2 separate regions of the Zea mays genome follow, and region 2 is linked to region 1. The links are chromatin contacts, called in public Hi-C maps. All regions are on one chromosome and are shown on one strand. The core of a region is the stretch at or near the end of the contact, and the rest is flanking DNA. Distances in the headings are between cores, read along the strand shown. Region 1 holds the start of LOC103634944 (ethylene-responsive transcription factor TINY). Region 2 has its middle 41 kb from the start of LOC103634944.

The links. A called contact is a pair of places that touch in the nucleus more often than the background predicts.
Region 2: a Hi-C map of ear shows a contact between it and region 1, with 4 times the contacts expected there. The contact joins the enhancer-like site here to the promoter of LOC103634944 in region 1. A contact is called at or near these places in 6 of 25 Hi-C or Micro-C datasets (ear, endosperm, leaf and 2 more).

What each region holds. Positions count from the first base shown.
Region 1 is chr8:23,281,005-23,287,319 of Zm-B73-REFERENCE-NAM-5.0, reverse strand. It overlaps LOC103634944 (ethylene-responsive transcription factor TINY), which reads left to right and starts at 2,535. Exons shown (of 1, transcript NM_001371010.1): 1 at 2,535-3,757. The coding sequence starts at 2,690. The coding sequence ends at 3,457.
Region 2 is chr8:23,322,974-23,329,248 of Zm-B73-REFERENCE-NAM-5.0, reverse strand. No RefSeq gene overlaps it. Among protein-coding and RNA genes, the nearest start is that of LOC103634944, 41 kb to the right of the region's middle. Within about 2 kb of position 3,133, at least 17 of the 20 cell types and tissues checked have an H3K27ac peak or open chromatin away from gene starts, as enhancers often do. A contact at or near this core is called in ear, endosperm, leaf and 1 more, where this site is marked.

The sequences.
Region 1 (6,315 bases), core at 1,286-3,785:
ATGCGTAGATCAGCAAATTTATCGCCGATGTGCATGGGAGGCTGTTGTTGCCTAGGGTACATGTCTATCGACATCCCATAAAGGGGTTGTGACTGGTCGTGACAACCTGTAGCCGACGAATCACGTGTGTATTCCCTCAGTTCAACCTCGTGCGAAGGAATATTTGCAATAGTAGACTTATCAAGCGCACGCACTAGCCTTTTATGATCATTTTGTATATCCCCTACGATACGTTGCATCTGCTCTCGCTGTTCGCCTATGTAAGTTTTAAGAGATTGGAGCTCATTGGTGTTACTTACATTGAGGATATCTGTAGTAGGTCGGAGCGAAGCCAGATCTGTCGCCCGTTGTCGAACGATTTTGTTGTTCCTGCCCACCTTGAAATCGGCCAGGAATTTCGCCTTTGCTTCCCGGATCAGCTGCTCCTGGCGCTCCTCGAACAGGAGCTGTTCTTCAGCTGTCAAGGTTTCCCATGTTAGCTTGATGATATTGCTGGTGGAAACTTCAGAGCCATCCTTTGAACCGGTCATTAAGGGCCGATCTTGATAGGTCTATATGAAATAGTCCCCAGCGGAGTCGCCAAAAGTGTGTTGGTGCCTTTTTTGGGCGCCAATCACTAAACAAGAACCGCGGCGGTGCTCTCTACACAAGGGCGGACGGTCCGCGACCTGGCGCAGGGCTAGGGTTCTCTGCCTGACGGCCAGATGGTCCGCGCACTGGGGCCGGACGTTCCGCGCGTGTGCAGGGGCGGCGAAGGTCGTCGGCGGCGCCTGGATCTCGCTCCCGGGAGGGACCCCGTCGGGGGGGGGGAGGAGAGATCCTAGGAGTTGTCTAGGCTCGGCAGGCCGACCTAGACTCCTCTAATCGACGTAGAGTCGAGTAGAAGCGGAGATTTTGGGGATTGGAAGACTAAACTAGAACTAGACTAGAACTACTCCTAAGATAGAACGTAAATTATATTGATTGTAGGTTCGATTGATTGATTCCAAATCGGCCGTAATCCTCTGTATTTATAGAGGAGGGGGTAGACTTTTTACAAACTAATCTCCCGAGCTAATTCCATGAATTTAGCTAACAATCGTAGCACAAAACTCGGAACCTTAATCTACTCTGCGCACGCACGAACCGTCCGTACCACCAGTGCGGACCGTCCGAACCGCGGACCGTCTGACCCCAGGGCCGAATTGTCCAGTCCTCAATTTGGTACTCAACAGAACCCCTTCGCCATCAGAGCGCCTTATAACAATCAATAGAACCATCCAGTTCGCATTCGAGCTTGAAGACCGGCTTGCAACCAATAATATTGAGGCCAAAACAGGGGGCACAAAGATGGCAAGATGCCATGTGCAACGAGGACGTGCTATTAGAGACTAGTAACCGACTTTTTTTTGATACCTTGGTAAAAATCGAGGCGTTTGATTCTTTATTATACTTTTAGTATTTATATTCGAGTAATTATATTCGAACATTCATATTACTAGAATTACATACCATGCTAGTAGAGAATTGGAACTTATAGTGCAAAACTTTTAATCGATAGGTAGAAACACATGTAGACATACCGAGTGGAGTGGAGTCGAGTTCGATAATAGATTTTAGTTTATAAAAGAAATAAGAGAAACCCAATTGACAGTGTACTAGATATGCTTTGGCTCTCTCTCTCTACCTCTCTTTCCCCTCTACAAATCTTACACTGTACCGAATGGCCTGGCCATTTGGCTCTGGCATATGTGGACATGTGGTAATATAACCACTTAAGGTCTTATTTGATTATTCATATATCATATAGATTGGATGGAATTAAAAAAATTAGTAGAGATTTTGACTTGATATGAATTGAAACTTATCAAATCCCTTGAAATCTATATGGATTGGAGAGAAAACGAATGAGCCCTAACCAGGGACACTTCGTCCCTCCCCGTTGCTGTTTAAAAAAATAATAAATAAAAATGCTGGAGTAGTAAATAGCAGTGCAGTAGCATGTGTGCGTTCTGTGGAACGACAGCTGATCGTATGGGCGCGGTGGATCGATCGATATGGGTGGATAATGGCGGGCGGCATGGCGTGAGCGTGCGCGCGAGCACACCGCATGCACTCGTGCCGGCGGGACATGGATCGGAGACGCCGATCGAGTTGACCAGTAAATGCCTACCCAGCCAGCTGCGCCTGCGCCCGGGGTCGTCGATCGATCGGATCGTCGGACTCGGAGACGCCCGCCGCAGAGCAGGGCAGGCCGGCAGGGACACGTGCGTGTACTGCAGCCAGAGCCAGCCAGCCGGAGCCCGGCCGGCCAGAGCCTCCCCTGAGACCGAGACGCGCGCCGTCCATGTCGATCGATCGCCAGTAATAATGGCCATGGCGAGGGCAGCGCTGCTGTCCGCTGCCGCGTCGCTGTTGCCACCACTGTTACGTGCGGGAGCGCGAGATGGATCGGTCGGTCCCTCGCACACCTGACGCGTCGCGCGACTCCCCTTCCTCTCCTCCCGGCTTGCCCTACTTAAACACCCAGCAACCCCCCCGGCAGGTCCGTCCGTGTCCGTGTCCGTCCTCTCGATCTCTACAGCAGCTAACTAGCTAGCCACCATTGCACCACGTCTTTCCTCTCTGTCTCCATCTCTTGCTCGATCATCATACACACATACCCGATCGACTGCTCCAGCCTCCAGCTCGGTGTCGTATAGTAGTGTATATGGCAATGAGCGAGCCGAGCTCCGACACCTCGTGCACGTCCTCCTGCTCGTCCGGACCCTCCACGTCCACCAGCCCGCGCGCGGCGCCCTCCGCCGCCGCCGCCGCCGCATCGGGCGGCGGCAAGAAACGTCCGCGCTCAGACGACGGCGGGTCCAGCTCCAGCTCCGCCCCGGCGTACCGCGGCGTCCGCATGCGCGCGTGGGGCAAATGGGTGTCGGAGATCAGGGAGCCCCGCAAGAAGTCGCGCATCTGGCTGGGCACCTTCCCGTGCCCGGAGATGGCGGCGCGCGCGCACGACGCGGCCGCGCTCAGCGTCAAGGGCGCCCGCGCAGTGCTCAACTTCCCGGGCCTCGCGCGCCACCTCCCGCGCCCGGCCTCCCTCGCGCCGCGCGACGTCCAGGCCGCCGCCGCGCGCGCCGCGCTCATGCACCACTCGTCCGCAGGCTGCTGCTGCTGCGGTGGCGGCGGCGGCGGCGGCTCTACCGCCACCGCCACCTCGTCCTCATCCTCCTCCTCGGCGGCGGCGGACGTCGGCGGCTGCGGCCAGCGGCGAGATGGCGCCGCTGCGCACGACGAGCCTGAGCCTGAGCGGCAGCCCCTAGAGGTGGCCGCCGAGCTGGTGTTCGACGAGCTGGCGCCGCTGTGGGTGGAGGACGTGGTGGAGCTGGGGCCGTCCGCCGATCACCCGTGGCCGTGGACGCCGTGCGATGGGCTCGACATCGCCGCCGGCTTCCACCCTCTCCCTCTCCTGTGGGACGACTACTAGCTCGCCTCGCCTCGCCTCGCTTGTGCATGGCCTTCAACCGTTCTGGTTCTCTGTTTCGTGTTTGTTTTCCAGTGCAAGCCTGTGTGGTCTTTGTCTTCTTTTTTTCACTTGTTTTCATCCTGTTATTCTATCCGTGAAAAGGAGAGAGAGAGAGAGAAAAAAAAGAACACTGCCATTCCTTCTCCTCCCAACGCAAGGAAAAACTAGCTCGTAATTTCTTCGTGCGACACTGTTACCCACGAAAGGGGGTTAAGATTAAACGACAGGTTTACTATGGAAGCACTGATTCCGGCCGGATCCTGCACATTTGTTTTTGTGTCATTTTGTGCATGCGAAACCACTTTTTTTCTGAAAGCAAAGCATTGGCCCGATCGACCACTCTGCACAACTCGGAGATCCCACGGAGATTTGGTTTGGTCCCCCGACTCCTCCTGGATTTCATATTTTTTTTAAAAAAAAAAAGAAAATCCTTTGAATTTTAAACGAAACCCTACCCTCTGCTGGCCGCAGCTTCCTTCCATAGTCCATGGAGCTGGCTGGAGGCTGCCAAGACGGGAAGCTAAACCCTGGAAGGAAGCAGGACTGCAGGAGGCAGCGGCATTAGTAATTGTGGGAAGAAGCAGCTGTCTGAGACATCTCTGTCTCCTTCCCCGGGCGCACCTGGCGGTGGACGGGGCTCCACTCCGGCAGGCCGGCCGGATCTCGCCGTCGCAGCTAGGGAGTCAATGGTGCCGTGCGGGAGGCGTTGCAAAGAGAAAAGCTATCGTGATAATACAACACCGAACCGACTGATATCTCTGTCGGCCCCTGCACGCAATAGGCTGGCCGTGCACCTCTGGCCATTGCGAGCATGTTCATGTCAGTGGACGCGACAAAGAACGGATATTTTTTGCTCTCTCTCTCTAGCCGCAGGCACCACCGTGGCGTGTTCTCCTGAGCTGCCCTGGGTCGGCTACGCTAGCTGCAGGCAGCAGCTGCGCGGAGCAAGCTTGCAGCAGGTCGTGGTCCTTGTCGTCTTCGTGGAGTGCCAGGTGTGCCTGCCTCCTCTTGCACGCCGGCACGACAGGTAGACGGCTGCCGACTGGCGATGGAGGTTTGGACAGTGCAGGACATGCAAACCACACACCTCCTGTGTGTTTGTCCGTGTCGTGTGTGCTAACGGTCTTGAAAACTACTGCTGTACTAGCTGTAGGACTAGGACTAGTACCGTCCAGCGACACGGCAGATGCTCGACAGAGAAGGTGCCATGCCATGCCATCTGGGCACGCACACGTGTACGCCGGCCATAGGATTACCTCGAGAGTTTACCAACAACCCAAGATCCTCCTGTACATGACTGCCACTAACTGCGTGTCCTTCCTTCTCTCGCCAAAGAAAAGGAAAAAAAATTAAAAAGTAAAAACCATGTCCTTTATGGGTCAAAGGCTCAGAGCTATCTCAATTCTCAGACTCTCAGTGTATGTACTTAATCTATTTTTTATAGCACGCATGCGTGCGTTAATACATAATCAAACGACATTCTCGGTTTGTCAACTGCTAAAACTAACAACAACAACAACAACAACAACAACAGCAGGCGGGAATGGAGGATAACACTGCATATAGTTCACCCTCGCGCTCGTGCAAGTGTCCACGTCTGCGACCTATAATTACACATGCGTACTACCTTCATTAGTGTTGATCCCAAGTAGGATGTCTCCCATACGCAAGACAACCTCCCGTTTGATTTATAGAACAACTGCCGTCGGCCATGTCATTTTCAACCGTCCAAAAACGTAGTCATACAGTAACCCTCTAACGATACAAGTTGTATATTTAATACTTGATCCACCTTTCGCTTCTATATTCGTTTTTTTTTCTTTCTTCCATGTCACCCCAAATCTAACGTGCCTTATTTTGTAGCCCGTCTACATCACCTTGGTACACTTGCTGTTATAGAAAAAATGATTAAACAAACTCCTACAAAGTACAAACTAAATACTTGCAGTTGCAGGTCCCTCCCTCTAGTTAATCGTCGTGCCATCGTCATCGTTTTCTCTGCCAAGTGCCAACGGCTAGCCAGCTCCACACCACACCTGAGCGACGTCGGACAGGTGTTGGCAGCAGCCGCGTTCCCCCGTCGGGGCCAACGAAGGATGTCAAATGCTAAATTTTAATGTGCCGACTCAGCAGCTCTGATAGCCAGCTTCTCTCCAGAGAGATTCAATGATGATGGCAGATGGCGCGGGGCTCTTGTCAATGAATGAGGGACAAAAACCAAAGAAAAAAAAAGAGGCTAATGATTTCTCTCGACGTCGAGTCGCCTTGTCTGGCTCCGTTTTCTGTCGTTGGGACGTTTGTGTCACAACAGCACTTGAATAATGGATACACCGTGCTTTAGTGACACTTTTTTTTGGGGGGTTGGCTCCTCTGGCGAGTGAGGTACGTGCGCAAACCGTTTCCACATGTTTAAACGATCGCTGCTAATTATGCGTGTACTGGTAACGAGACAAAAACATGTCATGGATCTATAAAAAAAATAATACAAGATGTCGTGTATGGTATGTGAATGACGACCGGAGACGGCTGGCTTTGTCGCGATTAAATAAAGTATATTTATGTATTTATTTGTTTGATTATATATGAGAAGTATATATATTCCAGCTTAGACAAGTTCTTTTTTTGTGTACTGTATTGCTACTATTTAATTCGCAAAGACATTGCTTTTCTTTTTCGTAAAGGTACTCGTGGTTCGTTGACATCTAGTAGTTTTATGATTTTATCTGCAGGGGCAGAGACCGCCATCTGGGGCAGGTAGGTTTGTAGTGCTGTTTAAACAAGTATTATATCTTGACAAATTTTATACCGTATCGTTAACT
Region 2 (6,275 bases), core at 1,884-4,383, 41 kb before region 1:
CGTGTAATATAGTTTTGAAAAGCATTAGTTTCACCAAAGCAAAGAGAAATACATAGTCTAGCAATCAAACAACAAAGTTTTGTTTGTGCAAGTGCAACAAAGTACTTCCAATGCACAACAAAGCTGTTAGGATTAAATTTAAGAACTATTTGAGTTAAGCCTACTTATCCTTTTATTTTTCTAGCAAGGCAACAATCTAAATGTCAGATCAAGCGCCTAGTACTATAAGAAGATTTAGTAGATAAAGTATCCTTGTGAAGGCAAATGGCAAAAACTTTAACCTCCATTCATCGTAGTCATGCCTCCTTAAAGTTCATCCATACTTTTGAGGTGGGGCCCTCCTCCTCGAGCATTTAACAAGGACAAAAGTGCTTGTCAAGACCACTGGGCTCCTAGATCTCATCCTCATCCTTGTCCCTACCACTGCCATGCTAACACCATCCACGTCAGTAGTAGCAGCTACACTGTTATTGACAAGGAAGCACCTAACAACATCTTCCTTGTTCTTGTTTTCAAGCAGCCACTCCTCATCCCCGACAGCTTGATTTTGTTCCAAGTCCAACATAATCATTATCCATGGACATGGCCACCAACACATCTTGGACTCCTAGCGACATGCACCACACCCATTATATAGAAGAGGATCCATATGACAATGATCTACAACAAAGATAAAAAGAAAATAAAATGGAAAAGATAAAAATGTTAGATAGAGAGAGGATGAGTGGTAGTGATAGAGGAAGAAAGGGAGGTTCACTTGTGCAGCGGGAGCACCAGATTCACCAATGCAGAAACAATAGAGCAACCTTAACGTGGATCTTGACCAGATCGAGGATTAGAGCTAGGGTTATGGAGATAAAGCGAGAGAGGGATATAATTTAGGATAGAGGGGGAATGGGATATGGAAGAGGATCAGTGGAGCATTGGAGGCCATGATGTGGTAGTGTCGACCGTCGATGGTGGCTCACTGACGTCCATCTCACCAAGACGAGCAAGTTTCGAGACAGAAGAGAGAAGGTGAAGACGAGAGACGAGAAAATGAGGAGTTGTGGTTGAGGTGAGTGTAGGGGAAATGAATTAGAGTTATAGGGTCGCAGGGGAGGAGGGCTCACATGATAGGGTATAAATAACCTAAGAAAATAGACTAACTTCTTAAATGGGACATGCTCATATATACTTGCAGCACATGCCCCCTACAACCCAAACACGAAACGAGCACGAGCACGAGTGAGCACCTTGGACTGGACTTTGACGGCAGGCGAGAGATCGCCCAACGATTAGACGGTAGACCCGACATATACATGTATACTTTTAGCTATATGAGTGCAGGGCCATCCCTGAGGGGGTGCAGGGGTGCGGCCACGCCGGGTCCCTAAAAACCGTGGGCACCCGATCGTCGAATGCTAGCATGTTAGAGATTTAGATTGTTAGCCTAATGTCTCAATTGCTTATCCAATATTATTTACTATACAGTGACAGTTTAATCGATTGAGAGAAGTTTTTTAAACTAAAATTATTGAGAAACTAGTTAAGGTCAATAATGACTAAATGGTTTAGCGATTCTATACATCGAGAAGAAGTTGTTGGATGAGATTGATCTTAACGATATAATCGACGACTTTGTAACATAAACTGTCAGAAGGTATTTTTAGCGCGATATCAAGTAACAAGTAAGTGTTTATGACTATATTTTACATTTGTTATCTTATAAACTATTAAACATTAAATAGAAGGTTTTTATATGTATGATTTTTATATATACATAAATATAATATATACATGTATAAATATCAGGTTAATGGTCCTCCATATGGGATTTTGTCTTAGACCCCATCTCGAGTGCTTGTGCTCGTGTTATTAAAGGCACGGCATGGACAACCATTTTCGAATATTTATCGTCGGCTAATTTATTTTTAAACTAAAATATGATAAATAAAAAATAATGAAGGAGTAATAAGAAGGCTATATTGATTACAAAGCTGGTATAGGCACATATGCTCATCAGCGCTCAGCGGTGGTTTCTCGATAGTGAACCATGCATATGCAATGCATGCATGTGACGAGGATGGAGAGTGGGAGGAAGGCAGGTAGTTAATTGATTGAAGCAGCAAAGCATGCAGCACCTGCACGCACGGACAGATACCACAGTTGGTGGTGAACCATGCATAGACGGGTAGCTGATTTCCAGACATATAATACTACAGTATACACTATAGGGCCGTGCTGTTGGCTACTGGAATTATTAATTAGTTTAATAGCGCGTAATCATGCGCGCAGGAGCCAATGATGGCAAAATTAAGCAACAGATTGCTTAAACGGGCCAGCTCAGCCCGGTCTAGTAATCACAGAAAAAAAAAACCGATAAACAGAGGCGGACTCATGTTGTGTTGAGTGAGGACATGACCGCCACTCAACTTTCTCATTTTAATGGACATTTCATCATATTTAATATAGGGGGTGTTTTAGTATATAAATTGACAAATATAGAAACTAAAATAGAGTTTTAGTTTCTATATTTAATAATTTTGTAACTAAAGTGGAATAAAATGTAGGGACTAAAAATTAGTCACTAGAAACCAAACACCCCCATAGTTACCAAGGTTCATTAGTTAATAAGTCCCTATTTATACCCTCATTCAGTTGTTGGGCCCCACTCAAATGTTGGGTTAGGTCTGCCGGTAAGCACGCATAAACATAGAAACGGGTGTATAGGGCTATACGTTAAACGGGCCAGATCAGACCAGCCAGACGGGCTCACTTCTCTGTCCAGGCCCAGTCCACCGTTGGTGTCGGCCTGGCCCGAGCACGGGTGGGCTTCCGGGCCATGTACGTACATCTCTACATATATGCGACCGTGCATGCATGCTACTGCTCATGAATATAATAGTTTATCTGATCTCGTCGTCGTCAGAGTTAATCTACATGGTGGATCGATCCGGCGTCAATGTCGTCTGTGGCATGCATGTTTTCTTTACATATAACCAAAAAAAAAGAGAGAGAGAAGAGATTTGGATTGATGTGATATCCCTCCATGATCTGAATTAATTATTCTGTCAGGGTTACCCATGACTAAGCAACAGTACGCGCTGCGCTACTGTGTACGCCTGTTGGCTGCCTGCTGGTAGCTGCATCATCTCATCACCAGATCGACTGACTCATCTAGAACCCGATAAGGCCGGGCAACCGCGCGCGCCCTACTACTGTATTTCAACAGGGAACTGTGCGTGGGTAGGGCTGACAATGAGCTATAATTTTTGCACTATAAGATTTAAGGATCGAAGCGGGTTAGGATCGGGCTTTATTTCTAGTCATTTTTGAACTATGATTTATTTAGGGCCTTGACATTTTGTGAAGAACTATTTGGATCACGATCCATTACCACCCCTATGCGTGGGTTCTCCGGCCAAAGCTTTCGGCGCACAGCACAGCCATCGACGGCGGTCGATCTGAGGCGGCCGGGCTACGTACGTACCGCTGCATCTCTCTGACGCGAAGGCGAGACGATGATGGATGCAGCAGGTACCCTCGATCGGGCCGCCTGGTGAATGAACTCGTCGTCGACCGATGGATGCCATGTCGCTGTCGCCTATATCTGCCCTGCCCGAGCTTTACTGTAGCTGCTACCAATGGGCAATGGCGTAGCTTTTATTACAACCCCAGAAGATCGGATGCATCGTCTCCTTTGTATATAATTAATCAAGTCACGGATCCACCGTACGGTACCGTCCAATAATAAATAAAATCCTTATGCCATCTAGAAGAAACGATCTCATTTTCTCCCCATCCACGCAGTGATAGTGGGATTAATTAGTGGCACCCGATCGAGGGGTCCCTTCTAGCTACCGTTTCTTCCACCACCTTCTCGCCTCCCATGACTTCTCTGTTCCGATCCCGGCCGGCCGGCCGGTATCAAGGTTTTGCCAATATCATCGATCTCTCCGATCATGCACTTCACAGCTTGTCAGTGGGCAGCATCGGAGAAGAGACACCTTTGAGAGGCTTGTTTGAGAGCAAGTGCAATTGATGAGGCTGTAATCTATCACTATTTAAAACTGAATAGTGAGGGATCCCCTCAATTCTCTCTATTGCCCTTCTCCTAAACCCGGCTATTTGGATCTGACCTGGCTCGGCTCTATACGGGTTTGGACTCAGCTCGACACAAGCGGTGTGTCGGGCTTATTCAACGTTTTCGACCAATTAGGCTAGCCCGGGCACGGACCATTTCAAATCGAAACGGACTTGGATTTGACCCGTTTAATAAGGCAAAAATTACAAAATAGCTATATCATTTATTTAAGGTCTATCATTTATTTGTGATATGTGTATTATTTATAGCTAGGTGAGTACCCGTGCGTTGCAACAGACCATATAATAACATGATAACTTATATACAAAATGTGTCTTATATTGTTATCAGAAAATGTTTCATAATTCATTTGTAATCCTGGTCATACATAAATTTTGTTATTTTAATTTAGCTGTTTCACTACTACATTGCAACCATCAGTATCATACAGACTTCGATATATGCCACGATTTGTATGGTCTCATCGTTGAAGAGCACGTGCCACACCTGCCGGTAAAAGTTCTCTCGTACATTGTCAGTCATCTGGTACGCACCACCATACACGCTTGCTTAAAAAAAGGCAAGTGTATGTGTTTGCGAAGAGAATTAAAGGCAGGCTGTCGGGGACCATAATTAGGGGTACCCTCAAGGCTCCTAATTCTCAGCTGGTAACCCCCATCAGCATAAAGCTGCAAAGGCCTGATGGGTGCGATCAAGTCAGGGATCAGTCCATTCGAGGGACTCGATCACGCCTCGCCCGAGCCTAGCCTCGGACAAGGGCAGCCGACCCCGGAGGATCTCCGCATCGCCCGAGGCCCCCCCTCCAGCGGCGAACACGTTCCTGGCTCGCCCGAGGCCCTGTCTTCACCGAGAAGCAACCCCGACCAAATCGCAGGAGCATTTAATGCAAAGGTGGCCTGACACCTTTATCCTGGCGCGCGCCCCTCAGCTGACAGAGCCGAAGTGACCGCCATCACTTCGCCGCTCCACTGGCCGGTCTGACAGAAAGACAGCGCCGCCTGCGCCGCTCCGACTGCGGTGCCACTTGATAGAGTGAGGCTGACAGGCAGTCAGGCCCGGCCGCACGCACCATAGGAAACTCCGCTCCGCCCGACCCAGGGCTCGGACTCGGGCTAAGCCCCGGAAGACGGCGAACTCCGCTCCGCCCGACCCAGGGCTCGGACTCGGGCTAAGCCCCGGAAGACGGCGAACTCCGCTCCGCCCGACCCAGGGCTCGGACTCGGGCTAAGCCCCGGAAGACGGCGAACTCCGCTCCGCCCGACCCAGGGCTCGGACTTGGGCTCAGCCCCAGAAGACGACGAACTCCGCTCCGCCCGACCTAGGGCTCGGACTTGGGCTCAGCCCCAGAAGACGACGAACTCCGCTTCGCCCGACCCCAGGACTCAAATTCCGCCTTGGCCTCAGCCAACGGCCTCCGCCTCGCCCGACCTAGGGGCTCGGACTCGACCTCGGCCATGGAAGACAGACTCGACCTCGACCTCGGAGGAGCCTCCACATCGCCCAACCTAGGGCGCGGACCGGCCACATCAACATGAGGCGCCATCATTACCCTACTCCAAGCTGACTCAGGCTACGGGGAACAAGACCGGCGTCCCATCTGGCTCGCTCCGCCAGATAGGCGACGATGGCACCCCGTATGCTCCCTGACGATGGCGGCTCTCGGCCCCCTTACGGAAGCAAGAGGACGTCAGCAAGGACTCGACGGCCCCGACAGCTGTCCCTCCGCCAGGCTCCAGCACTCCTCCGACGGCCACGACATCACACAAACCGGGCGCCAAAATCTCTCCGGCCGCCACGATGGCGTGTACTTAGGGCGCTAGCTCTCCTTCGCTAGACACGTAGCACTCTGCTACACCCCCCATTGTACACCTGGAACCTCTCCTTGCGCCTATAAAAGGAAGGACCAGGGCCCTCTTAGAGAGGGTTGGCCGCACGAGGACGAGGACGAGACAGGCGCTCGCGTGAGGCCACTCGCTCCTTCCCCCGTGTGGACACTTGTAACCCCCTACTGCAAGCGCACTCGACCTGGGCGCGGGACAAACACGAAGGCCGCGGGATTTCCACCTCTCTCACGCCCATCTCCGGCCACCTCACTTCCCCCTTCGCGCTCGGCCTCGCGGCGACCCATCTGGGCTGGGGCACGCGGCGACACTTCACTCGTCGGCTCAGGGACCCCCCGGTCTCGAAA